5 separate regions of the Mus musculus genome follow, and all the other regions are linked to region 3. The links are chromatin contacts, called in public HiChIP or PLAC-seq, Micro-C and promoter capture Hi-C maps. All regions are on one chromosome and are shown on one strand. Each heading gives the region's core, a stretch centred on a gene start, on an enhancer-like site or on the middle of the called end of the contact. The rest is flanking DNA. Distances are from core to core; before and after follow the strand shown. Region 1 overlaps Cnnm2 (cyclin M2). Region 2 overlaps Cnnm2 (cyclin M2). Region 3 holds the start of Ina (internexin neuronal intermediate filament protein, alpha). Region 4 holds the start of Neurl1a (neuralized E3 ubiquitin protein ligase 1A). Region 5 overlaps Cnnm2 (cyclin M2).

Region 1 (4,598 bases), core at 503-3,002, 150 kb before region 3:
CTTGGCTATGCAAGTAAGGACAACCTTGTTGAACTCCTGATCCCCCTCCTGCCTTTAGAATATAGACTGGGTGACTTAACTGTGTCCCAGTGCACCGCGTAGTAAATAGAAAAAAAGATAAGTTTCAGAAGCCTACCTAGGTAGATGATAATGAAATCAGGAGTGAAATACGACATGGTGGTAGCTGGGGGCACACCCCATTGGGAGAGTGCTTGCCTTCCTGATTAAAGCCATGGGTTTGATCCTGAGCACGGCTTAAATGAGTATGGGAGGTGTTCACTCATAGTCTGCACCCTGAGGAAATCAAGGTGACGTCAGAAGTTCCAGGTCACCCTCAGCTGCAGATTGAATTCAAGGCCAACCTGAATAGTGTGAGAGCCTGCCTGTTTTTGTTTTTGTTTTTTAATTTGTATTCATTATCCCCCTCCTGGTCTGCCTTCTGACAGTTTCTCGTCCCATTCCTTCTCTCCCACTCTGCACTCCCCATCTCCAAGAGGATGTCCACCCCCAACCCCCCACTCCCTGGGGCTTCCAAGTCTCTCAAGGGTTAGGTGTGTCTTCTCTCACTTATATGCACCGTAACTGTAACTGCTAGACACAGTTTTTCTTACCAAAAGGCAAGCTGGACCAGATCACTGTCATTTCTATAGTGGCTGTGTGTCTGTGTGTGGGGAGGTCTTATCCATCCTCCGGGAAGTAACATATCTAAATATCCAAATAAGCCACTGCTCTCCCCAGCACAGGGCAGACTGTGAGCAGTCTCCAGCACAGTAAACAGAAAGCCTGGGCCCCGCCTCTGCCAGGCGTTTAGTGGACAGGAACTTCCCCTGGCATTACTCTTGCTCTTGTCACATACAGATTAATAAATACCCCTTTCTTCTTCCTCCTCCTCTTCAGCTGTCCCATCATATTTCTCAAAGCTTCTGATACAGATTTAAAAGACATGTTTGCTCTAAAGTGGGTTTCACTCCCTTCTCAGATTAGTGTTTATTTGTAACCTCTCAGGTCTTTGGCTGCGTTTAAACGACTCTCACTGTTCTTTGGGTGCACGCTGCCACTGTTTGACCTGCAGTGGACGTGTCTGAGCTGTCTCTGGGACTGCCATGCGCTCTCTTTTCTGTGCTCTCCTGCTCAGGGTTTCTCCAACCTCGACGTGCACGGGAATTGCCCATGATCTTGTCGAATGCTCCCAGTTGGTGCAGAATCGAGCTTAGCCACTGGGATTTGAGTCTTGCCTCTTAGTACACGAGTATGGTTGTAAACAACCAGATGGATATGTATGAATTAATATTTTTGCCCACCATTTTTTAAAATATCCATTTCTGAGGTGAGCTTGCAGAATCCTAGGCTCCCATGTACAGCCACCAGATACAAAGCCATGACTAGATAGCTTGTAAGTGCCGCAGCCACACGAGGAGCAGACGGGCAGCTCTGAGTGGCATGGGCAGGAGACACCCCACATTGTCCTCTTGGCACCCACTTCCCTGGCTTCTTTCCCATTTTCCCTTTCCTTTCCCTCTTTTCATCTGTCACAAGATCGCAGACAGTCCAGGCTGGCCTTGAGCGTTGCCTCCTATGCACTGGCTTTACAGGCACGCACCTAGCTTTATGCAGACCACGCTTTGTATATGCCGGGCAAGCACCCGACCAATGGAGCCACATCTGCAGCCGGCTCTCTCCTCTCTGAAAGCGAGCCCCAGTGGTGGTTTTGTGACTGCAACGAGCACAGGAAGCACCCAGCCCAAGAGTGGACCGGCCACAGTAACCACAAGGTTATCTACTGCATGGGTTATTGGGCCATACTGACTCAGATAGCGTCATATCTGACTAGGATCCGGAGGAAGCGGAGATTCTGTGACTGACTTCTTACGTAGGAAGCCATCCTTGCTCCAGAATTACATGTCCTTCCAGAGCCTCTTTAAGACTGTTATTAAGAATTATTTTTAGACAGGACCTTGCTATATAGCCTGGCTTTGAACTTGTGATTTTCCTATCTCTGCCTCCTGAGTTGGGATAATAGTGACATGCCAGCATATCCAGATAGGCCTCCTTCTCACCCTATCCATTTACAAATCACCCTAGCTCCTCTGAGAAAGGCTGAAGCCCCTCATGTCCTGTTCTGTTTTTTTTTTTTAATTTATAGAGTAAGCTTATGAATATTTCAAAAGTGAAGTCAGTAACGTAGAGCCTTTCCTATAAGGAAACGCTGTGTGGGGGCAGCCACTTGATTCTAAGCCATTTCCCAGTAGGGATGGCCCTAAGCTCAGCCCGGTGAGGTTATTTGAAACTACTGACACTTATATAAACAGATGTTCCTGTTGTCCCCAGAACCTGCCTGTCAGAAAAGCTTCCCTCTGTGGAGGGGCGGGGCGCAGCAGCTTTAAACTCGAGCAAATGGAGAACTAGCCAGTGCTGGGCCTGGGGGGGGGGGAGGGGCCTTTTTTCATTTTTTAATTTATTTTATTTTTCATTAGATATTTTCTTTATTTACATTTCAAATGTTAGCCCCTTTCCTAGTTTCCCCTCCGAAAATTCTCTCTCCTCTCTCCCTGGGGAGGGTCCTTTAATCTGAGGTTTTAGTACTTTTTTTTTTAGATTTGTCTTTTTATTTTTGTGTATGAGTGTTTTGCCTGCATGTTTTTTTGTGCACTGTGTGTGTGCCTGGTGCCCTTGAAGGCCAGAAGAGGGGCTCAGATACCCTGGGACTGGAGTTATGGATGGTTGTAAGCTGCCTTGTAGGTGCTGGGAACTAAACTTGGGTCCTCTGCAAGATCAACAAGTGCTCCAAACTGGTGAACTGACTGGACTGCCCAGCCCCATGCTGGGATTTTATTTCTCATGTGTTAGCTTCTGTGTGTGTGCTTGTCTGCGGAGGATTTCACTGTGTGTGCTGTTTTAATCATGTTCACTCCCCCTCAGCCTCCTCCAGAGTCCTGCCTCCCTCTTGCTTCCTGCCTTCCTTTTGAATCTGCTCTAACTTTGAAAGTGGCCACTGAGCCTGAGTGCTGCTGTTTCAACTCTGTCAGTGGTGGGAGGGAAGGGAGAGAGGGGTGGAGCTTTCCATGGTCAGTTCCAGGGCATGTTTTGAGACTATTTTTTTCTACATCGGAGGGCCCGTTAAAAATATGTGGTCTTCTCTGCAGTGATGGCAACAGTAGATAATGAAATGAAAACCTGGTGGCTCTTATCTACTGCCAGTTCAGGGAACCCACCATGGGAGCTGCAGCCCAGCATCCGCAGTGCACTGATAGTTGAGACTCCTTGGCATCCGAGAGGGGAGTGGGTAGCTGTTCCTACCCTGCCTGGTGTCTGCCCTGAAGGACTTAAGGGATGGCTGTCATCTCGGGGGTGGGTATGGAATCTCTCTAGCCATCTTTCATTAGTCAGCAGACCAGGCCCCTGTGCCTTTGTGGGAGTCTTTGAGACCAAAAATCAGTTTCCAGATCTGTAACCCTTGTTCACAAACAGCCAGAAAATGAGACTCCAAATCTCACATCCTCCTGAAATTACCTAAAGAGCTTCTTGCCCTCCTACCTCATAGGGATAAACCCAGAGTGCCTGGGCATGGTTGGTGGGAGCAGTCTTTAGGAGTCTGTGTTTCTGTGGTTACTGGGTGAGGCTCCCAGCACAGTAGAGAGTCCTGTCAGGTTATCGGCCTGCCTCCTTCCTGAGAGGCCGCCCCGGGCTTCTTTCCACAGTCTGGCTCTGACTGCTTGGACTGGTTGATCACAAAGTAGGAGCTCACACCCACTTGCAGAGACCTGGAACACACAGGCTGTGTGGTCTGCAAAAGCAATAGGACGCACTGGACACAGAAGTCATCGTGACACAGAGGTCACTGTGACGCTCTGGCTCTGCACAGTTCGGTAGAGAAGCGGGCAGCAGCCATCTCTAGAAGTGGTATGCATTGGTGCTGTGCACGCCAAGGCTCTTCAGGACGAGAATATCATGGCACCTATACTACTGAGCACTTCCACCCTTTCCTTCTGTAAATGCTATCTTTGTTCCTGCTGCCACTTGCCTCTCTTTCCCTTCTTAAGGGCTCACCCCTCAAAGAGCCCTCCCTCCCATGTGCCAGGCACACTATTCTCTAGATGCCAACTTTAAAGGGCGCCTCAGGTCCTAGGAGGCCTTCTCCTGGCTGCTCCTCCTGATGCCAGTCTTCCTCCTATCTCACTTCTGCATAGAGGTGCTCCTGTTGGCCCAGCAGCTCCCTGTCAGAGTCCTTGTGCTCCCGTCACATCCATGTGGTGGCTGTCATTGCCAACTGTGCCTGTGCCAGGGCATCCTCCCTCACCTGGTTTCTTTGGTAAGACTTTTCTGTCAGCCCCTTTCTGGTTCCTGGCTTTCCTCATTCTGTCAGTCACAGGCGTCAGGCTGGTCTTTGTCTCTCCCTTCTTTCTGGGACCACCCTTCCCGTCACCTCTGCATCTCCAGCCCCAGCTCAGGTTGGTGCGAATCTTCTTCCTTCTCCGCTGCCGCTGGACCCTTTGCGGAAGACCTGGTCCTGGCTGGAAGTTGTCCTCATTTCTCAGCCTTCTGGTTTCCCCCAAGATGCCCATCGCTTAGTCCCTCAAGCGCACACTCCTGTGGGAATG
Region 2 (4,873 bases), core at 273-2,772, 180 kb before region 3:
TTAGGGGGCTTTATGTGACTAACAGGGCACGGTGGCACATGTTTGTAATCCCAGAACAATTGGGCAATGGGGGCATGTGGATCAGGGTTCAAGGCTCCACAGCAAACCAGAGGCAAGTCTTTACATGACTGTTGGGGTTCAGTGCACATCAATTCCTAATCAAAATAAGCATGTTACCTTTTATGATTGCACACAATAGAGTGTAGAAGCGCAAGTCTCCATGTTGTTCTTATGGAGCTTACTCTGAAGGACACAACTTGTCAATTTAAACCACAATACCATTGGCTTTTTCCTATAGTTTTTTTTTAATTGGTTATTTTATTTATTTACATTTCAAGTGTCATCTTTCCCAGTTTCCCCTCCGCAAACCCCCTACCATACTCCCCTACCCCTGCCTCAATGAGGGTGTTCCCCCACCCACCTGCCCACTCCTGCCTCACCGCCCTAGCATCCCCCTACGCTGGGGCATTGGACCTCCACAGGACCAAGAGCTTCCCCTCCCATTGATGCCAGATAAGGCAATCCTCTACTACATATGCAGTTGAATATTAGCCCCAAAACACGGAATACCCATGATATAACTCACAGACCATATGAAGCTCAAGAAAAAGGAAGATCAAAGTGTGGATGCTTCAGTCCTTAGAAGGGAAAACAAAATATTTACGGGATGTAGAGGGAGGGAGGGAGAGATCTGAGAGGGAGAGAGGAAGATGGGGGGAAGGGGGCAGGATCACGTGTGGGAGGAGACTGGGGGAGAAGTACAGAGGGTCATGAAACTGAATGGAGGTGTGTAGCAGTGGGGGTGGGGAACTGGGAGTAGCCACTAGAAAGTCCCAGATAACAGGGATGTAAGAGGTTCCCAGGACCCAACGGGGATGACATTAGCCTAAATACCCAATAACGGGGAGATAGAGATAGAATCTGTAGAGACCATAGCCAGTGGTTAGGCAGGGCCCCCAGTTGAGGGATGGGGCCACCCACTCATCTCAAAACTATTAACCAAGAATTGCTCCTGTCTCAAGGAAATGCTGGGACAAAGAGTGGAGCAGAGACTGAGGGAAAGGCCATCCAGAGACTGCCCCACCTAGTTTTTCTAAGAATGTACAAATAACACAGATGGGAACATTCCCTGAATAATATAGATTTTTCTTACTACAAGTAGGGTAGTTTCCATAACCACTTATTACTTACTGTTTTGTTCCTTAAGAGTTAAAGTTCTTCCATAACATAGATGTACTAGTACTTTTTAGACCAGGCTTCTATTGGTGAACACGGGGATATGTATGTGTGTGCATGTTATATGTGTGCACACTCACATGCATGTGTGCATATACGTGTATTAAATATAACCCATTCAGTCTGTATAGAATTGCTTGCATCTATGTTTTCAGGGCTGGCTGTTTGGTATTGGCTAACCAATGGTAAGCTCTTCCCTGGGAAGGCTGTTTCTCCCACTCTCAGCATTCCTTAGTTGTCTGTAGTTCTTTGTCTAGGTTTGAGGCCTTGTGCCCTTGACCCCTTTCACATTAGCATGTCTTTTGGAGTCATTCAAGTTCAGATCCTGTTTAGCCAACCATGTGGATGAGACATCCTGGGTGTAGCTTCTCTGACATTTCTAGGAGATACAGTCTCACAGCAAGCCTCCTGTTGCTTTAACACTGACCGTCTTTTCATGCCCTCTTCCACAGTGACCCCTGAGCCTTCCGTGCAGGGGCTGTGCTGTGGATGGATGAATCCGTTGGGACTGGGGTCCACAACTCTGTGTTTTGATCAGTTATGATTTGTGTAGTGGTCTATCTGTTGCAGAGGGAAGCTTCCTTGATGAGGGGCGAGGACTACACTCTAGGTTGTCTTCTGATCCGCACACATATGCTACAGCATGTGCTTCCCTGCTTTCACGCTTGTGAACATGCACCACATACTATAATAGGCAAATAAAAAAAGTTAAAAAATTGAGTGGGAGGAGATGGCTCAGCTGTAAAAGCATTTACGTTGTTCAACTCTGCCAGCCTGAGTCTGATGCCCAGGGCAGATAGAGCTGGCTCCTGCTGTGGCAGAACTGGTAAAATCATTTGGAGGAGGAAAGACTTGCTATGGCTCAAGGTTTGGGGGGGGTCTCAGCCAGGGGATACTTGGTCCCATTTCCCCTGGGCTTCTGGTGACAGAACATAGCTGGGGCTTCCTCACTGTCATCAGGAAGCACAGAGAGAGCAGGAGGAAGGGGCCAAGGACAAGATGTTGCTTTAGAGTACATACTGTTGGCGCTGGGGGCTGCCAGTGGTTAAGAGTGCTTTCTGTTTATCCAGACAACCTGAATTTGGTTTCCAACACTCACATTGGGTGGCTCGAGACCACCTGTAACTCCAGCTCCAAGGGACCTGACCCTCTCTTCTGACGTGGAGGGCACTTGAATACATGTGCATACATGTGAGATATACATACATGCACAGAGGATTAAATACAAAAAATTTAAACCCTGATATGCAGATTTTTTTTTTTTTAGACTCAACACTTGTTATCCAGAGGGCAGGAAAATCTGTAAGTTCGGAACCAGCTAGGGCTGTATTTGAGAGCCCATCTTTTAAGCGTGTGTCCGGGGCGGGCGGAGGGGGGCAGCATGCATGCACTTGTGCACTCTTTAAGTAAGATCCCTGTCTTGTTTCCACCAACTCCCAATAACCCATCTTCAAATTATGATGTCACCTAGTGGGTTGGTCCAACAGTGAGGTCAGCATACTCGGGATCTAGTCACTTCCCCAAAGCCCGTCTCTGCACACTGCTGCATCAGGGACCATGCCTTCAACATGGGATATTTAATATCCCAAGCATGATTTTGGGAGAATTTTTAGATACACTGAAGGAAAAGCAGGCAGTAGAAGGGTGGGAGGAATGGTAAAGAGGTTTAAAGAAGAAAATGTTGGATTTTAAAACTCGCTGAATTACAGTTTTGGGTTTTTTTTTTTTCCTTCTTCTGTAACAATGAAGTGTTTGAGGTTTCTGGGGACAGGAAGCCAAAGAGCAACATGCCAGGTTTTATTTTAATCATGACAATGAGGAAAACCTTGAAGTGTTTTCGCCCACCCTGGTTTTCAAGTTTATCATGTGCGCAAGATTTGCAGAAGTGATGACCGAGTTAGATAAGATTTTGAATATGAAGGGTTTTTCTTTCCAAATGCAGTATTCAGTGACATTTTAAAAGAAGGTTGATGGCTCCTTTCCTTTGTATTATGGAGTTGTAAAACACAGCAGATTGACTCTGTAGTGACACAGTAGCTCTTTCCACCTTGTTGCAAATCCCATTCACCTGGAAGGACTTCTTCAAAAGGGAAGACCCCAGTAAGGAAAACCCTGGGGTTCCAGGCAGACACAACCAATCCTGGCTTCTTTTGTAGGTGGTAGGGATAAAAAAATCAGTCCATCGAGCTTGGGGGACAAGCACTCTTCCCCGGTGAGCCATTTCCCCAGTCCTGATAAAATTTGTCTTATAATAAAGTTCCTACTTGGTTTCTCTCAGGAAGATTTTTATTTTCTGTGCCAGGCATCAAACCCAGGACCTTGCATGTTCGGGCAAGAGCCCTACCACTAAGCCAGTTTCAAAAGAATTAATGACTTCCTTTCCTAAAATTTCCACTGCTAGGCACATGTATGGCATGGTTTGGTGTTCAGTATTCTTTTGGGTTTTATTTATGGTCTTGGGGATTGAACCTAGGACCTCATATATACTAGGCAAGCATACTACCACTGAGCCACAAACCCAGCCCTGGGGTACAATATAGGTGAGCATAGTGCCTGTGCCTAGAGCATTTTGATCTACCGTGAACTATCACAGCAGAACTCATTTTTATGCATGAAGCTATAATTGCATGCCTTACTTTGACTGTAGAAGGTGAGGTTAGCGGATATAAAAGATGTGCAGCTCATAAGGTCCTGAATGATTATCAGCCAAGAAGGAAAGCTTAAGAATAAGGCCATGAGGCTGAAGTCAGCGTAAGACGTTCTAACACTCGGTTATCAGCTGTGGTGGACTGTCACTAGTCTGTTAGACGCTTACCTACTCAGTATACCCGGCCCTCATCCATCTCTTGACCAGAGATTTGAGTCTGAAGGAAAGACAAAAATAGAATCCTTGGCTTTAAAATGAGCCCCCCAGTTCTACAGAAGGACCACCTGTCTCTTGGGAAAGATGAGAAGGTTCCCATCATCCCAGCTCAAGAGCCATCTTTTGTCTTAGCCATATTTTCCATTGCTGATCATTTGCTAGGAAAACATTCCAGTGCGTGCTACAGACCACCAAAAAAGATGAAGTGAGATGCTCGACATGCCTCACTATTTATAAGAACATTTCCCCAAAAGATGGGAAAGTCCAAGTCTTTAAATACTCAGAGAAAGAGGGAAATAATGGAAAAACTCTCCAGTCTCTGTCCCTGTGCTTCCTGAGACTTCTCACAAATCACTTGGATGGGCTCTTAAGCCAGTCGCATAACGACTGGAATTTTCTATTAATTACCTCACTTTGGGTTCCCTGGCCACAAGACAGAAGAACAAGCAAGACGGAGATGGAGCTGCTGGTGGTGTGGGAATGTGAGCCCCTCTGTGCCTAATAGCTGGAGCTCTACTCTGAGGGCAGCCTCAAGGTTGAAAATACTGGGATGGCAGTGAGTGACTTGGCTTCTAGTAGTCCAGGCTAGCCTTATGTTTGGAGAGGGTCCTTTACTCGCTCCGTCAGCCCTTTCCACTTCGAGGCTCACTGAACACATCTGATCATGTGGCTTCACACGATCACTGTCTGGACAGGTGATCTGTTGCCCATCCTTGGCATTGGGGCACGAGTTCTTAGGTTAGGTTGAGCTTGACTTTTGGCAACTGCTTGATA
Region 3 (4,922 bases), core at 1,376-3,875:
AAAATTTTCTTTAAAGAGGCTGGGAGTGTATCTGTGTTGGTAGAATGTCTGTTCAGCCTGCTTGAGGCCTCGGGTGCCCCAGCTGTATAAACTGGGGATGGAGGCATACCCCCGTGACTCCAGCACTTTCCAGGAAGCAGGAGGATCAGTAGTTCAAAGGCCAAAACGGCTCAGTAGGTAAGAGCACCCGACTGCTCTTCCGAAGTTCCTGAGTTCAAATCCCAGCAACCACATGGTGGCTCACAACCCCATCCGTAAGGAGATCCGACTCCCTCTTCTGGAGTGTCTGAAGACAGCTACGGTGTACTTACATATAATAAATACATAGATCTTCACACTGGGCATGGTGGCACACACCTTTAATCCCAGCACTCAGGAGGCAGAGGCAGGCAGATTTCTTAGTTCGAGGCCAGCCTGGTCTACAGAGTGAGTTCCATCCAGGACAGCCAGGGCTCCACAGAGAAACCCTGCCTCAAAAACAAAAAAAAAAACAAAAAAAAATTGTATTTCAGCCAGGTATGGTTTCACACTCCTTTAACCCCAGCACTTGGGAGGCAAATGTGTATGAGTTCCAGAGATGGCAGAGATATCCTTATCCAGAAGCAGAATGAACAGCACAATCAGGTGCGCCATCTCGGCCTTCCGCCACCACGAGAGGCGCTGTGGTGCTGTCACTCTTACACGGTAAGCAAGGGAGGGTCGAGATGCACACCCATCACCTCTCAGTTCAATGATCTTCAAATATAACCCCGGTCATCTGCTATTGACCAAAATTCTCTGAAGCCTACTGAGCCCTATTCTGGCTACAAAAGATGACAAGAGTCTCGTGAAACTAAGAGAAATTCCGTGTTGGAAAGAATGTATGCCGTTGCTTCCTGGTGGCCTTGGGCCAGGAATGACAGCCATCTTGAAAACCGGCCAGAAGAAAGACAAAACCACACTCAAGCACTCCACCATGACTGCCAGGCAGTAATTCCTCACCACCACTGGTGTCTTCCAGCATCCGAGTCTTACAGAGCCCGAAAAAAACCAGCATGGTTTTTAGCTCGGGTTTTTGGTAAATGGTAAGGAGACAGGGCAGCTGTGACACAAAGCCAGGGGATATGTTCCATAAAATGACTTTTCTCTTACTTTCAGAGTCCTGTCCAAGTAATACATCCCTTCATGAAGTGAAACAAAACTTGTTCTAGAACCCCAAGATCATAAAAGGTGATAAGGGCCAGCTATGGTGGGCCACACTGGTGACTGCTGCATGTGGGAGGCAGAGGCAGGAGGATTGCCAGGAGCTCAAGGCCAGCTTAGACTGAGAGCAAAACCAACTTAGCTACTAGGGGCACAGAATGGGAGCCTTGTTTCAAAACAAACAAATGTAAGTTTGGAATTCGGAACTAGAAAGCAAAGGGCTTCACATTTCCTGGAGTTGTGCCACAGGATAGAAGGTAAACTAGATCCATCTATCGTTCAGGCTCCCACTCCATCCTAACCGGGTGTGGCGAGGACGGCCAATTCTGTCAGCCCTGCTCCTCTGCCTCACTCCTGGAAATGAGTCTTTGGTCCAAAGACTAATCCCCACAGAAAATGGTGCTCCCGTCCAATTCAGAATGGATTGTCAAACGCTTGCAGGGCCAGACAGATAAAAACAAAAACAAAAAAACAAAAACCGGGGTAAGAGGGGTGACTCTGAAGTGCTGGGAGCCCTGAGGAACAACGCACTTAAACAAAGGCACTCGCCCACCGCAGTCATCCTAAACCTTCTGCTTTCAAGAGTAGCAGGGGCTGGGCATTAAAAGATCAAAATCAATCCAGTTTCTGTTTAGATGAAACCTCCTGACTAGAAATCCAGTTTTGAAACGTTTTAAAATCTAATGTGTTTTGTTGTTGGTTTGGGGCTTTTTGTTTGTTTAAACCAAAGCCTGCAGCCTTTCTAGCAGCCTGCGGTCCTGGCACGCACGGTGACTGGAGGTCTAGAGGTGAATCCTGCTAATTCTCAACGCTTTGTCCTTTCCAGGACAGACCGCTTTCCTCCCGGTAACCCTTTGCACCCTTGGGGAAAAAAAAAATCAGCCTCTTGTTCGTCACCAATGTCCCCGAGAATCTCACTCTTTCTGCGAATCCTATCTCCTGTGGTGGCGGAACTGAGGGATGCTCTCTGAAGTGGTCCCACTTTCTCCGAAGAGAACCAGGAGCCGCCTAAGCCAGGAGATAAAGAGGGGGTTGCCCGCTCCCCCTGTAAAGAGTGGAGAGGAACAGGGCCTTACCCTTGGGAACTCTGGGATGCGGATGAGAATAGAGGACACCTTTCAGAAAAACCTCCTCTCCGTGGGGGATAAGAGCAGAAAAAAAAGGACAGGCTCTAACGCCATCAAAGAGCTGAGAGCGCTCGGCCGGGAAGCCAAGGTTGTTTGGGCACTCCCTCCCCTCCGGTCATTCCCAAGGCAGATTCTTGGGGTACAGGCGCAGCGGACAGGGACGGCCCAGGACGGTGGCGCGCAGCTGCGGTGGCACTGCGCTCCCCCGCCCCCGCAGGCCCCCCTTCCTCTCCCCGCTCGATCTGAAGATGAAGCTCCACCCCTAGCGCGTCGCCCCAACCCCGCGCCTTAAAAGCCCCGCACACCGCCCCGCCGCACCCAGCCTTGCCGCACCTTCGCGTCCTCGCCAGGTCCCGCCGCAGCCGCGCACCCGGCCCCGACCCCGGCACCATGAGCTTCGGATCGGAGCACTATTTGTGCTCCGCCTCCTCCTACCGCAAGGTGTTCGGGGACAGCTCGCGCCTCTCCGCGCGCCTGTCCGGGCCGGGAGGCTCGGGCAGCTTCCGCTCGCAGTCGCTGTCCCGCAGCAATGTGGCCTCCACGGCCGCCTGCTCCTCGGCCTCGTCCCTCGGCCTGGGCCTGGCCTACCGCCGCCTGCCGGCCTCCGACGGGCTGGACCTGAGCCAGGCGGCGGCGCGCACCAACGAGTACAAGATCATCCGCACTAACGAGAAGGAGCAGCTGCAGGGCCTCAACGACCGCTTCGCCGTGTTCATCGAGAAGGTGCACCAGCTGGAGACGCAGAACCGTGCGCTCGAGGCCGAGCTGGCCGCGCTGCGCCAGCGCCACGCCGAGCCGTCGCGCGTCGGCGAGCTCTTCCAGCGCGAGCTGCGCGAGCTGCGCGCGCAGCTGGAGGAGGCGAGCTCGGCGCGCGCGCAGGCCCTGCTGGAGCGCGATGGGCTGGCCGAGGAGGTGCAGCGACTGCGGGCGCGCTGCGAGGAGGAGAGCCGCGGGCGCGAAGGCGCCGAGCGCGCCCTGAAGGCGCAGCAGCGCGACGTGGACGGCGCCACCCTGGCCCGCCTGGATCTGGAGAAGAAGGTGGAGTCGCTGCTGGACGAGCTGGCTTTCGTGCGCCAGGTCCACGACGAGGAGGTGGCCGAGCTCCTGGCCACGTTGCAGGCGTCTTCGCAAGCCGCCGCCGAGGTGGACGTGGCCGTGGCTAAACCAGACCTGACTTCGGCGCTGAGGGAGATCCGCGCGCAGTATGAGTCCCTGGCCGCTAAGAACCTGCAGTCCGCCGAGGAGTGGTACAAGTCCAAGTTCGCCAACCTAAACGAGCAGGCTGCGCGCAGCACCGAAGCCATCCGAGCCAGCCGAGAGGAGATCCACGAGTACCGGCGCCAGCTCCAGGCACGTACCATTGAGATAGAGGGTCTGCGCGGAGCCAATGAGTCCCTGGAGAGGCAGATCTTGGAACTGGAGGAGCGGCACAGCGCTGAGGTGGCCGGCTACCAGGTAAGGGCTGGGATGCTGCATAGGAAAGAGTGCCCTGTCCTTTTCCGTACAGAGATAGCTTCACTCCCTGTAAACTGGTGCCCTAGGAAACCACGGGAGGGAAAGGGGAGAGAGGGGAGCGTTGACTAGAGGCGTCAGTCAACAAACAAACAAACAAATTAAAAAAAAAACCACGAAGTCTCACGCATGCAGCCGCAAATGTGGACTGTATGTGCCTGGAAGCTAGCTCTTCAAGCCCTTGATGTCTTCGCCCTCTATTTTGGAGGGTGGGGGAGTTTGAGGCACAGAGCCCAAGTCTTCATGCATATACTAGGCATATGCAGTAACACGGAGCCACAACCCCACCCCCAGTCGCTTGTCTGAACTCTTCTAACAAAGGAGTCTTTAATCTTTCTAGGAGTCAAAAAAAAAAAAAAAAGTAACCATGCCTTCCTGTCACCAAGAGTACAGACACACTAACAGAACAGTGCCGACCCAAAGTGTCCCCAGAGGGCGCAGGTCATGGCTTCTGTGGGCGGGTACTTAAGAATCTGGTTTGTTTAGTTGACTTTGAGAAGTCTTTTCTGAGTCTTACTGAGAATTGATATTTACAGAGTATCGTCCGCTTTAGGATTGGGAAGAAGGCTCACTTTCTTGAGTTTTGCTCTAAAAAAGGAGTGGGATGTAGCATATTTAAGCTAATGACAACTGCCTTGCCCCACCCTTGCGCGCGCGGGCGCACACACACACACACACACACACACACACACACACACACACACACACACACACACACGAAACCCGCGAGACACACGCGCAGTTTCCTTGTCCATCTACTAAACAAGCTTTGAGCCCGTTCAGCTTGAGACCGGTCAGGGCGCTGTCCGAGGTGCTGATCTCCTGTTCCTCCCAACGCAGAAATGTCTCCTGCTTCATTATGTTTCCAAATTGTCCCAGTTAGGAAGTCTAGGCCTCAATGCAATTAACTGCTTCTTTTTTTTTTTTTTTTTTTTTTTTTTTTTTTTTTTTGATGTAACACAATCAATCTTGGCTAAATGAACTCAAAGCTCATCTTGTAGATAGCTTCAATTTTTGCCTCCAAGGATAGCTTTGCAGTTAACAAAAACCTTTTAATCGGCTCGAAGGCTGTGAGGTCTCACTTGAAAACCTCTGTTACCT
Region 4 (4,953 bases), core at 2,244-4,743, 160 kb after region 3:
GGAGAATAAGGGCGAAGGGGAGAGTGGAGCAGACAGGGGGAGAGGGAAGAGAAGAAAGATGGGGGAGGGGAAAGAGAAGGAGAGGAAGAGAGAGGAGAGGGAGAGACCAGAAGGGAAGGTAATGGGGTGGGAGGGGGAGCAGGGGGAGTTTCGCAGAGCAGCTTTTGATGGAATCCTGACCTCCCCTCTCATCTCTGCCTGGGGTCCTCTCTCCATTGTCCTACTAGCTGATATGAGCTCTCACAGACATGGGCAGACAGACAGACAAACAAAGAATCTGCAATCCTGGAGAGGGGTTTCTAAGGTGTTGGGTGCTAGAGCACCACCTTGTGGTGTTGGAGTTGTTGTTTTTTTTGTTGTTTGGCTGGTTGGTGGGTTGATTTGCCTTTTCAAGACAGGGTTTCTCCCTATAACCCTGGCTGTCCCTAGAACTTGCTCTGTAGACCAGGCTGACCTCAAGCACACTGAGATCTGCCTGCCTCTGCCTCCCGAGTGCTGAGATTAGAGTCCTGTGCCACCACTGCCCAGTTTCACCTTGTGATGTTGATAGTTTCACTGAAGCCACCTAAACAGTGACTTCCTCTAGCTCCAGTCTGCCCTGGAAGCTTCTTCTCGCTCCTCCTTTCCAGGATGGGGCTGAGCTACCTCCTAACTGTTGCCTTTAAGCTGCCTGGGTGGTGGTTGTGGAGGGGCTAAAAATCTGGGAGTTTGACCAGAGTCCAGAGGAAGGAAGGAAGGCTGCTGGCACTCTGTGATTCTTCAAGATGGATTTACCCAGAGCCAGAAAAGGGTTCCCAGAACCCAGGACAATGTAGAAGGTTATACTTCCTTCTTTAGGTCCCTGCCTGCTTGCTAAAGACCTATATCCAGTTGACATTTAACAGTGGTGTCCCATGCCCCAATCTGAACTCCCCAGGGGGGAAAAAAGTAGGGTTAAGGGTTCAAGGGGTGACACTGAGGGGCCCTTGGGCAGACAAGTGTAGGGTGTTTCTGCTCAGCATGACCCCTGCATGATCCTTCACAGCCGCACATTGGCTGGCGGGGGGGGGGGGGAACGGGGTCGGGGGGGGGGGGTCTCCCTCATCTCAGCCCAGTTTAGCCCTATCTTCCTCCCATGATTTTCCTCTGAGTCAGGGGAAGTTTTGATACTGTCTCAGCTCCCTGCCTTTGTCCCTGATACTGTGCTGAACAGGGAATTACAACCTATGCCCCAAGCCATGTCCAGTAACTGGTCCTTAATTAAACTGAGAAAGCAGAAAAAGGAGAGTTAGTGAATGTGGCCACATTAGGAACCAAGGGACAAAGACGGTCAAAGAGGGACAAAGAGATCCAGTATCCCCCAAGTCTGTCTTCTGGGGTCCTAAAGTGAGATTAAAGTTTGAATAGGGGGCTGAGGGTGGGCACACCTGAGCAGGTTATGACCTTCAAGTTCAGAAGCAACACTGTCAGTTTCCTTTGGAGCTCAGGCTACTCAGAGGATCAGGAGAGAGCCTTTTGGCCTGCTTGCCCGCCCTCCCTCCCTCCCTCCCTCCCTCCCTCCCTCCCTCCCTCCCTCCTTCCCTCCCTCCCGCCTTTCCTCCCTCCTTCTTGTCATTTGGCCTTCATTTTTCTTCTGCTTTGCCCATGGCCCACATTTAGGCCTGTGTGGGGCCTGTAATCTCCCTTTGGGGCCTTGGGTCCACCCCTATCCTGTACCAAGGCTTCCCAGGCCACAGAAGCGGGCTTATTCCAGAAGGACTCAGAGCCTCTCCAGCCACTCTCTACAAATCCCAGCCAGAACCCTGCACTTCACACACACTCCAGGGGAATTAGTCTCCTCTATACAGGCTCCACATATTTATTCTGACTCATAAAATGCCTGATCTCCCCAGCTATGTGTAATCTGTATGTCCTCATTCTCTCTCTCTCTCTCTCTCTCTCTCTCTCTCTCTCTCTCTCTCTCTGTGTGTGTGTGTGTGTGTGTGTGTGCTTTATGTATGTAGCTGTTAAGAGCCCACAGATTGCTGACAAATGAATCATCATTTGGGGAATAAGTGTTGGGAAGACACCGCCTATAAATAAGACACCAGTCCCTGACCATTCTGTAGCCAGTCAGCACCTGATCCCAGGCACCCCAGAGGCTTGGGGCTGGGGCTGGGACTGGGGGCCTGGTTGTCTTTCTCCTCAAACACCAGAGCATACCTTTCACAGGTATTTCTAGCTTGCCTGGAGTCTCTGAAACTTAAGGATATAACATGTGCAATCAGAGGAGAGTAAAAGGCAGGACAGGGGGCTAAAGGGGATCAGAGATGATGTCTAAAGATCACAGTAGGATTTTACTGCTGGCAGGCATGGGGATCCATTCACTGTACAAATACTTCTGAGAATCCGCATGTCCCTGCCCTGGGAGCTAGAACACTGTGAGGAAAGTGGCTGGCCGACTCTCCCCTCAGCAAGCTTATTCTCTATCAAGAGAAGCCGAATCTAACCAAGCAGAAAAGGCTACTTTTAGGCAAAGTCATATAAAAGCCACGAAGAGAATGGGATGACCCTATGGAGAATGATAGAGAGAGGCAGAGATGCTTAGCTGGGGTGGTCAGGAAAGAGCTGTGCCTACACATTGAGGATGGGTCCTATGGAGAAACTTCCAGAAAAGGATGGAGGAGATGTCTGTGTCCCACTCATGACCCAGGGCTCACTCTGGATCCGAGTTGGGAAAGTCCGGTTAGAGTGAGCGATGGCCCCGAGAAGCAGCAAGGCTGATGAAGGTGTGAGATGGACAGACGGACTGTCTTCTCCCCCATGATACACTGGGAGAAATAACCGCCCCAGATCCAAGATGACTTCCTGGTCCCTCCTGCAGGTAGCAGTGCTGAGCTACACAGATGGAAGAGTCACGTGAACAGGACATTTACAGACTGCCCCCTTCCTCGAGGAAGCCACCTTGGTCTACTATAGGCTATAGCACCCCCTCTATCCCTTCCCCAATCTCTTAGTTTTCCAGCTGACAGAATAATTCAACTTGGAACCGATATCTCTCTCATGGTTTGTACCTGAGCTGGGTCCCATCGGCTTGCTTCTGGTCTTGTGGTTCTCCGTTCTTGAACATGCAAAGGATGTTTGAACAGTCAGGAAATGGTCTGACTGGGGTTCTGATTGGAAGTTCCAACTACAGCGAAGGGGAGGTGACTGTATTCCTGATCTCAATTGTCTTAATTCATTATCCACTCACTCCTGAGCGTTTTAACACGTGCCAGGCCCTGAATCCCGTGCTAGGGAGCCTCCATTAGGGCTACCTCGCCACGCCCTGGCTCCGGGGCTCCCAGCGTTGTGGCGGTCCTCTTCCTCTTGTTTTCAGGTTCTATGTCCCAGGACAGGGAGACGCTCAACCTCCGAAGCTCCCATCTATTCCTGACGTCAGGTCCGGAGCAGTGCCGCCCCCAACCCTGGGTCCCGCGCGCCTTCGAGAACTTATAGCCAGCGGGAACGCGGCGCGCCCCGAGACCCACATCTGGCAGAGCGGGCGCGCGCGTGTCACTAAGACGCTCATTAACCTGCGCAGCTGTCGCCATAACAACCGGAGCCCCGGAGTCCTGGCGACGCTAGGGCGGGGGTTGGGGGCGGCGGCCTCGGGAGGGACCTGGCGGGAGCGGGGGCGGTCCACACGAGCCGGGCGCTGCAAGCTCACCCGCGGGCGGGAGGGCGCCACGCACGTCGCCGCGGCCGTCCCCGCGGGCGGGGACCGAGCCCGCCGACGAGCCTCCGAGCAGCCGCGCGCCGAGCCCCGACTCTATGGCCCGCGGGGAGCGCGCCGCCGCTGCGCCGCCCACCCGCAGCCGGAATCCGAGCTCCAGCACCAGGCAGAGCGCAGCGGCTCGCGCCGCGGGCCGGGGCCCAGGGGCCGGGCCGCCCCGGGCGCGGGGCATGGGAGCCCGGTAGCCGGGTGGCGCGAGGACCCCCACGGCGGGCAGGACCCGCCGAGCGAAGACCGCCAAGCCCAGGGAGAGCCGGAGACAGCAAACCGCCCGCCCCCGGTCGCAGCCCCGCCAGGGCCCTCCCCTGGCAGCGCGCACCCGCGCGCGCACACACTTGCACACCTTTCCTCCGCTCCTGCCCAGCCTTGCCTGGCTCCCGCCGGAGCACCCCCGGGGGGCCGATGCCATGGGTAACAACTTCTCCAGTGTCTCCTCTCTGCAGCGAGGAAACCCGAGCCGCGCGTCGCGGGGCCACCCCCAGAACCTCAAAGGTAGGCTTCGCTGACCGGGGAGCAATTGCAGGGAGGGTTGCGGCGCAGGTGGAGTGGTGGGCAGGGGTGCGGTTGGGGACGACCGGCAGGTGCCACCTGTTGTGTGCATTTGGAGGGCGGGAGAGGCGCTTCTGACAGTGGAGGTGGGCTGTGGTGGCAGCTGACCGGTGCTGATGGTGGAGATGAGGGAGGATGGCGGTCGGTGGGGGTCTGCGCAATTCTCCTTATCTGCCCTGGCAACGTCACTGGAGTCCCCTCCAGTGATGCTAAGCGGTGAGAAGAGGTGGGAAAAACATTTGCCGGCTGGATAGGGCAGTGTGGAGGGAAACCTAGGTTTTTCCAGATGAGCCTCCCAAGAGAGTCATTGTGGTCTTTTTTGCATTTGCCTAGGGCTGGGGGAGATCCCGCTGGAAGCACTAGTTGCATTTCCAAGCAGAGGGTCTTAGAGATTCAGGACTAGAAGGGCAGACGCGTGCTCCCGGGGTCTTTGCAAGTGGGTGATCTTTTGCACCGTCTGAGTCAGGTTGTTTGGTTTTGTTTGTTTATTTGTTTGTTTGTTTGTTTTGTGCATCCAAAGACAAAGTATCTGGTCTGAACCCTAGAAAGAGGGGAAGGGAGCTTCCAAACAGATGGAACGTTATCGGGAGGGTTTGCTGTCTATGGCCCATCCAGCACCCTCTGGGGGAGGCCCGAGGCTCTGCCCCAGGCCTTCCAGCTTCCAACATGTC
Region 5 (4,570 bases), core at 1,661-4,160, 210 kb before region 3:
TCTCAGTGTTGGACATATACTAAGGGTTTGTTAAAGGAAAGACATTAAACAGGAGCCCCTAACCTTCTCTTTAATTATGCTACTTCTGTGTTTTGACATTTTGAGATGTTGGTGACCTCATCATTCATTTTTTTCTTTTTAAAGACAACCTCATATATTCTTTTGTGTTCCAGATTGGTTTTGAACTTACTATGTAGCTGAGGGTGATTTCGAACTTCTGCTTCTCCTACCTCCAGCTCGAGTGCTGGAATTATAAGCACACACCATCACGCCAGGTTTAAGCCATGCTGGGCATCGAATCCAGGGCTTCATGAGTGCTAGCAAGCCCTTGACTGACCGAGCCACAGTCTCAGCCCTGCATGCTTGCAGTCGACTGTCTTTGGATTTGGACTAGGAGGAGTCTCTTGTACTATCTCTCCATACAAAGAAGATTAAAGGATCAGGACTATGAACCCCACTGCAGCTCCCCGGGGAGCTGTTCCCGCTTGACTAGAGCATAGAGCATCAATGGCTGACGTATGCCCAGCTCTCCTTAGTTACTCTCTTGAGGCTAATAATATTTCACTGGGGCTTAGTTCGTTCTCAGACTGTAGCTCTGCTGTGGTTTGGCGACTTAGTCTAAGGATCTTTGAGTTTCCTTGTGAAGAAAAATTAAATTGTGTTCATCTCAATAATCTTAGCATTAATACAGCTGTGGTGTACATTGTTGCATGTCACAGAGTGACAGAGTCATCTTGCTGGCCCTAGAGCTCATGTCTTCTCCCCACCATTGCATTTGCTCCCCACACTTTGCCAGAATCCCATGATCAACATCATCGGGTTGTGTGTGTGTTCTCCCGGCTGTTGGAGAGGCATGGCTTCTAGAACTGTACCCTACTCTGGCCTCTGCACTGCTCTTTTGGGGATCTTACCTCCAGAAGTTGGCTAAAGAATTCTCGTGGTATTGTTTTCTGTGGAATCCTTCTGTCTGGACCCCTGTGTCATTTGTCAGTTCTCCATTCTTCTTGGAGGACGTGGCCTCCTGTACTTCCAGGGAAATGGAGCAGAAGTTGTAATTCTTGAAGCACTTGTGTGCTGGTCGGTCAACCTGCCGAACGCTGCCCTTAGGCATTGGAAAAGCCTTGGCTTTGAATTACATGTATGTATTGGTTACATGTCGGGGACATTGCTTTGCTGATCCTGGCTGGAGGGTGGCTGCCTGTTGATTGATTTTGGAGGGGATGACTGAGGTGACCCAGCTTTGCTTTGTGTCAGGGGCAGCCTCGTTGTGAGGGTAGAGGGCAAGTGGAAATGTGTAAGTTTGTCTTATATTTTTAACATGGCAGCCACATACTAAGAAATATCCCATTTCGTAGCTACTATCGACCTACTTGATCAAAAAATAAATAATTTGTGCAAATGCACAGGAAAAAGAAAACCTTGGGAGTTGCATGTCCCAAGATTTCCTTTAGATCGGGCCTTTGTTGTGATTGGCTCTCCCGAGGCTCATCTGTTAGCCGCCTGTCCGAACACACTGATCGCTGTTGTTTGCTACTCGTCCATCGCACTAGACTGTGAGTTCCACAGAAGACAAGGACCGTGTCTGTCCTACAGGTTAGCCTGAAGCCTGCTGTAGTCATGACACAAAAAATGCTTGGCACAGGATGACTGTAATGTGTCTGTCTCAGGAAGATGAAGGATTTTCAGGGCTCCTTCTTATTGGGCTTTGAATGGCCAGCAAATTCCCATAGAGACATCATGGAGGGAGGAGAGTTTCAGATCATTGCCAGTCTTCAGGATGGGGAAGCAGCTGCCCTGGAGCTTGGGGGTGGGGGTGGGGTGGCTAGCTGCGCCTTGCTACATGTGTCTCTAAAGCTTTGGTTAGGAGCTAGCTGTCTGGCTTTAGGGCTTTCTGGCCAGCTGTTTTCATCAGTGTATGGATTTGACTCTAAGATGTCTGAGCAGCTGGAAACAAGTAATCCTTGAGCCTGTGAGCGTTTGTGTTGGGAACTAGATGGCAGTACTTTCATGCTTAGAGAAATGTGTAGGGGATGCAGTTTAAGCTCACTCCTGCATTGTAGTGTAACTTCATGACTTGAATTATACTCAGTAAGTTTATATTACAGAGTAAACCTTGGAATGTATGGACAAATTAACTTTAATAAAAATCTAAGCAAGGTGTGGTGGCATATGCCTTTAATCCCAGCACTCAGGAGGCAGAGGCAGGTGAGTTGGAGGCCAGTCTGGTCTACAAAGGGAGTTCCTGGACAGCTAAAACTACATAGTGAGACCTGGTCTCAAAAACAAAAAACAAAACAACAGCAACAAAATAAGAGTTAACCTAAAATGCAGAAAGTCTGCAAGTGATGGGAAGAGCTAACTGTTAAAAATTCCTCAACTATGAAGTCACCTGAACTCCCACTCCCATTTTGAAGATTGAATTCTGGAGCCTCAGTTACCCTAGGCCAAGGCTCTACACCCTCAGTTCTAGTTAAGTTTGTTTGTTTATTTAGTTTTTGAGATAAGATTCCACTTTGTAGTTCTGGCTGGCCTTGAATTCTCTATGTACACCAGACTGGCTTTGAACTCACAGAGATAATCCTGTTTCTCCCTCTGAGTGCTGGGTTTAAAAGTATGCTACACCCAATTACTGCTTAGCTTTGTTTTATTTTTACATTTATTTTTGTCTGGGTATGCATGTGTCAAAGCATACCTGTGGAGGTCCAAGGACACATGGCGGGAGCTGGTTTCTCCTCCTGCCATATGGGTTCCAGGGAGCAGACTCGGGTCATCAGGCTTGGCAGCAAGCCCCTCTCTCTACCCACCAAGCTGTCTCACACCTACTCAGACTTAAGTGACTTCACACAGTCTGTGGTGGTTAGTTCTATTTAATCGCTCCAACTCAAGATTTGAGAAGGCGAATTGAAGAGATGACTCAGAGGTTAAGAGCACCAGTGGATATGGTGGCTCACAGCCATATGCATGTGACTCAGTTCAGGGGCTCTGATGCCACCTTCTGGCACCAGGCATCTGGCACACAAGTGGTGCACAGACATACATGCGTGCAAAACACTCGTACATATAAAATAAAATAAAATAAAATAAATATAAAATAGTTGAAAGTGATCCATATTTTGTGGCTCATTTACTCAGTTCAGGTATGGATTTTAATTATTAAGAACTTGTTATAGAATGCTGGAGAAATGCAGAGGACCTGGGTTTGATTCTGAGCACCATGTCAGGTGGCTCACAGCTCTCCTGTTGGGGACTCCTAAGCGGTGAATATCAAATGTGAAAGTCATGTTTAAAAGATGGAAGCAGGCAGTAGAAAAGTGCTGGAGATTCTGAGGAGAAAAAGCAAAGGAGTTTAGAGAACTAGAGTCCAGGAAGGGAGCATGGAGAATGGCCAGTGGTCTACAAGTGTAGCCTCCCCCAGCCCTGAGTACGCAGGCATCAAGAGTGGATCTGTGGGAGACAGGCTTTCCCTCTATATAAGCACAGATTTTTAGTAAACTTTGGCCTTTGATCAGAATTTTGTCTGGCCGTGTCCTTTTCTCGCCATTTATTCTCTTCTAGCCCCAGCCTGCCTTTCAGGAGGATCCGGTTTGTGTGGCTGCGGGCAGTCACATCCAAGGAAGTTACACCTGTAGCTTATCACTGAGAGGCAGCAGGGCTCACAAATAACTGCAGAGATATACGGTTCAAAAATTGGATTTTGTGTATATTTCACTATGATACCTGTGTCCAGTATCTGTATGTACTTCATGTAGAGGTTAGTATGTGTTCAGTACTTTCACTGTGTACATAGACAAAAAATGGCTTGAAAAACTGCTCTTCTGTACTTAGATATTTCAAATCTACTTTTAGAGATAGTCAAGTGGATTGGTTGATAGTCAAGTTACTTTTGCCTAACAATAATGGATTAATGAAAGATGTCTTTAAAGTATAGATGATAGGGTTTCTGGCTCAGGGTAAGAGGGGACTCTGATTACCCCTGCCTAATGACTTCGCAGGTGCAGTTTAGCAGAGCAGCTGTCTCACTGTCCTGATCTGATAGTTCAGGGCATTATCAAAGATGACTTGCTTGTCCCTGCGCCTGGTGGTGTGTGCTGTGTGACTTCCTGACATGGTTCACTTCCACGTGGTCGTCCCTTGCTGTGCGGGCCGGCTCCTCCAGGCCTTTCTCCATATGCCCTCCTCTCTAACAGGAGAGGCACCTTTCCGCAGGATCTGCTTTTCAGAGAGTGGACTCTCTGAGGCATTGGAATGGCTAGCCTGCAGTTGGCCCAGCAGTCACTTCTGCTGATTCTTGTTTCCCCCTTGAGATAGAATCTTACTGTGTAGCCTTGGCTGGTCTGAAACTCCCTATGTAAACCAGGTCTTGAACTCAGAGATCTGCCTGCCTTTGCCTCCTGATTACTGGGATGAAAGGCATGTGCCACCATGCCCAGACTTGCTGATCCTGGAAATAAAAGCAAGCTGCCGGGTCAGCTCAGGGTGGAGGGAGAACAAATAAACGGTTTTTCCATGAGCCATTGAGTGCCCTCAGGGTGTGGGGGGAGGGATTGTTGGTGGCTATCTTCTCAGATGA

What was found. Promoter capture Hi-C pulls out the DNA fragments that hold promoters and counts their contacts. HiChIP or PLAC-seq counts read pairs in DNA pulled down with a chosen protein or histone mark. A called contact is a pair of places that touch in the nucleus more often than the background predicts.
Region 1: a promoter capture Hi-C map of hematopoietic stem and progenitor cells shows a contact between it and region 3, with 2.6 times the contacts expected there. The contact joins the enhancer-like site here to the promoter of Ina in region 3. A contact is called at or near these places in 17 of 39 promoter capture datasets (the 3T3-L1 cell line, the C10 cell line, the HPC-7 cell line and 12 more), 1 of 15 datasets of contacts at CTCF or cohesin (large pre-B cells), 8 of 484 Hi-C or Micro-C datasets (bone marrow-derived macrophages, cerebral cortex, cortical neurons and 4 more), 17 of 115 datasets of contacts at active chromatin or transcription factors (bone marrow-derived macrophages, craniofacial prominence, differentiating embryonic stem cells and 11 more) and 3 of 9 other capture datasets (adipose tissue, liver and pancreatic islet).
Region 2: a contact with region 3 is called in an H3K27ac HiChIP or PLAC-seq map of embryonic stem cells, with 18 read pairs. The contact joins the enhancer-like site here to the promoter of Ina in region 3. A contact is called at or near these places in 6 of 39 promoter capture datasets (the C10 cell line, hematopoietic stem and progenitor cells, liver and 2 more), 2 of 484 Hi-C or Micro-C datasets (bone marrow-derived macrophages and nephron progenitors), 3 of 115 datasets of contacts at active chromatin or transcription factors (the 230-238 cell line and embryonic stem cells) and 3 of 9 other capture datasets (adipose tissue, liver and pancreatic islet).
Region 4: a Micro-C map of embryonic stem cells shows a contact between it and region 3, with 2.3 times the contacts expected there. The contact joins the promoter of Neurl1a here to the promoter of Ina in region 3. A contact is called at or near these places in 1 of 39 promoter capture datasets (stem cell-derived epiblast-like cells), 7 of 484 Hi-C or Micro-C datasets (the G1E-ER4 cell line, embryonic fibroblasts and embryonic stem cells), 3 of 115 datasets of contacts at active chromatin or transcription factors (all in embryonic stem cells) and 1 of 9 other capture datasets (pancreatic islet).
Region 5: a contact with region 3 is called in a CTCF HiChIP or PLAC-seq map of the NIH/3T3 cell line, with 7 read pairs. The contact joins the enhancer-like site here to the promoter of Ina in region 3. A contact is called at or near these places in 5 of 39 promoter capture datasets (the C10 cell line, HPC-7-derived erythroid cells, cranial neural crest and 2 more), 1 of 15 datasets of contacts at CTCF or cohesin (the NIH/3T3 cell line), 1 of 484 Hi-C or Micro-C datasets (bone marrow-derived macrophages), 4 of 115 datasets of contacts at active chromatin or transcription factors (differentiating embryonic stem cells, embryonic stem cells, microglia and 1 more) and 1 of 9 other capture datasets (liver).

Annotation. Positions count from the first base shown.
Region 1 is chr19:46,861,964-46,866,561 of GRCm38.p6, forward strand. All of the region lies in intron 4 of Cnnm2 (cyclin M2), which reads left to right. Among named protein-coding and RNA genes, the nearest start is that of Nt5c2, 98 kb to the right of the region's middle. Within about 2 kb of position 1,753, at least 93 of the 459 cell types and tissues checked have an H3K27ac peak or open chromatin away from gene starts, as enhancers often do. A contact at or near this core is called in the HPC-7 cell line, bone marrow-derived macrophages, hematopoietic stem and progenitor cells and 1 more, where this site is marked.
Region 2 is chr19:46,834,764-46,839,636 of GRCm38.p6, forward strand. The region is part of intron 1 of Cnnm2 (cyclin M2); the gene reads left to right. Among named protein-coding and RNA genes, the nearest start is that of Cnnm2, 76 kb to the left of the region's middle. Within about 2 kb of position 1,523, at least 17 of the 459 cell types and tissues checked have an H3K27ac peak or open chromatin away from gene starts, as enhancers often do. A contact at or near this core is called in bone marrow-derived macrophages, embryonic stem cells and hematopoietic stem and progenitor cells, where this site is marked.
Region 3 is chr19:47,012,056-47,016,977 of GRCm38.p6, forward strand. Ina (internexin neuronal intermediate filament protein, alpha) reads left to right here and starts at 2,626. Exons shown (of 3, transcript NM_146100.5): 1 at 2,626-3,764. The coding sequence starts at 2,700. It also overlaps a transcript of Nt5c2 not described here.
Region 4 is chr19:47,175,327-47,180,279 of GRCm38.p6, forward strand. Neurl1a (neuralized E3 ubiquitin protein ligase 1A) reads left to right here and starts at 3,494. Exons shown (of 6, transcript NM_021360.4): 1 at 3,494-4,225. The coding sequence starts at 4,141.
Region 5 is chr19:46,802,046-46,806,615 of GRCm38.p6, forward strand. The region is part of intron 1 of Cnnm2 (cyclin M2); the gene reads left to right. Among named protein-coding and RNA genes, the nearest start is that of Cnnm2, 43 kb to the left of the region's middle. Within about 2 kb of position 2,911, at least 26 of the 459 cell types and tissues checked have an H3K27ac peak or open chromatin away from gene starts, as enhancers often do. A contact at or near this core is called in the NIH/3T3 cell line, where this site is marked.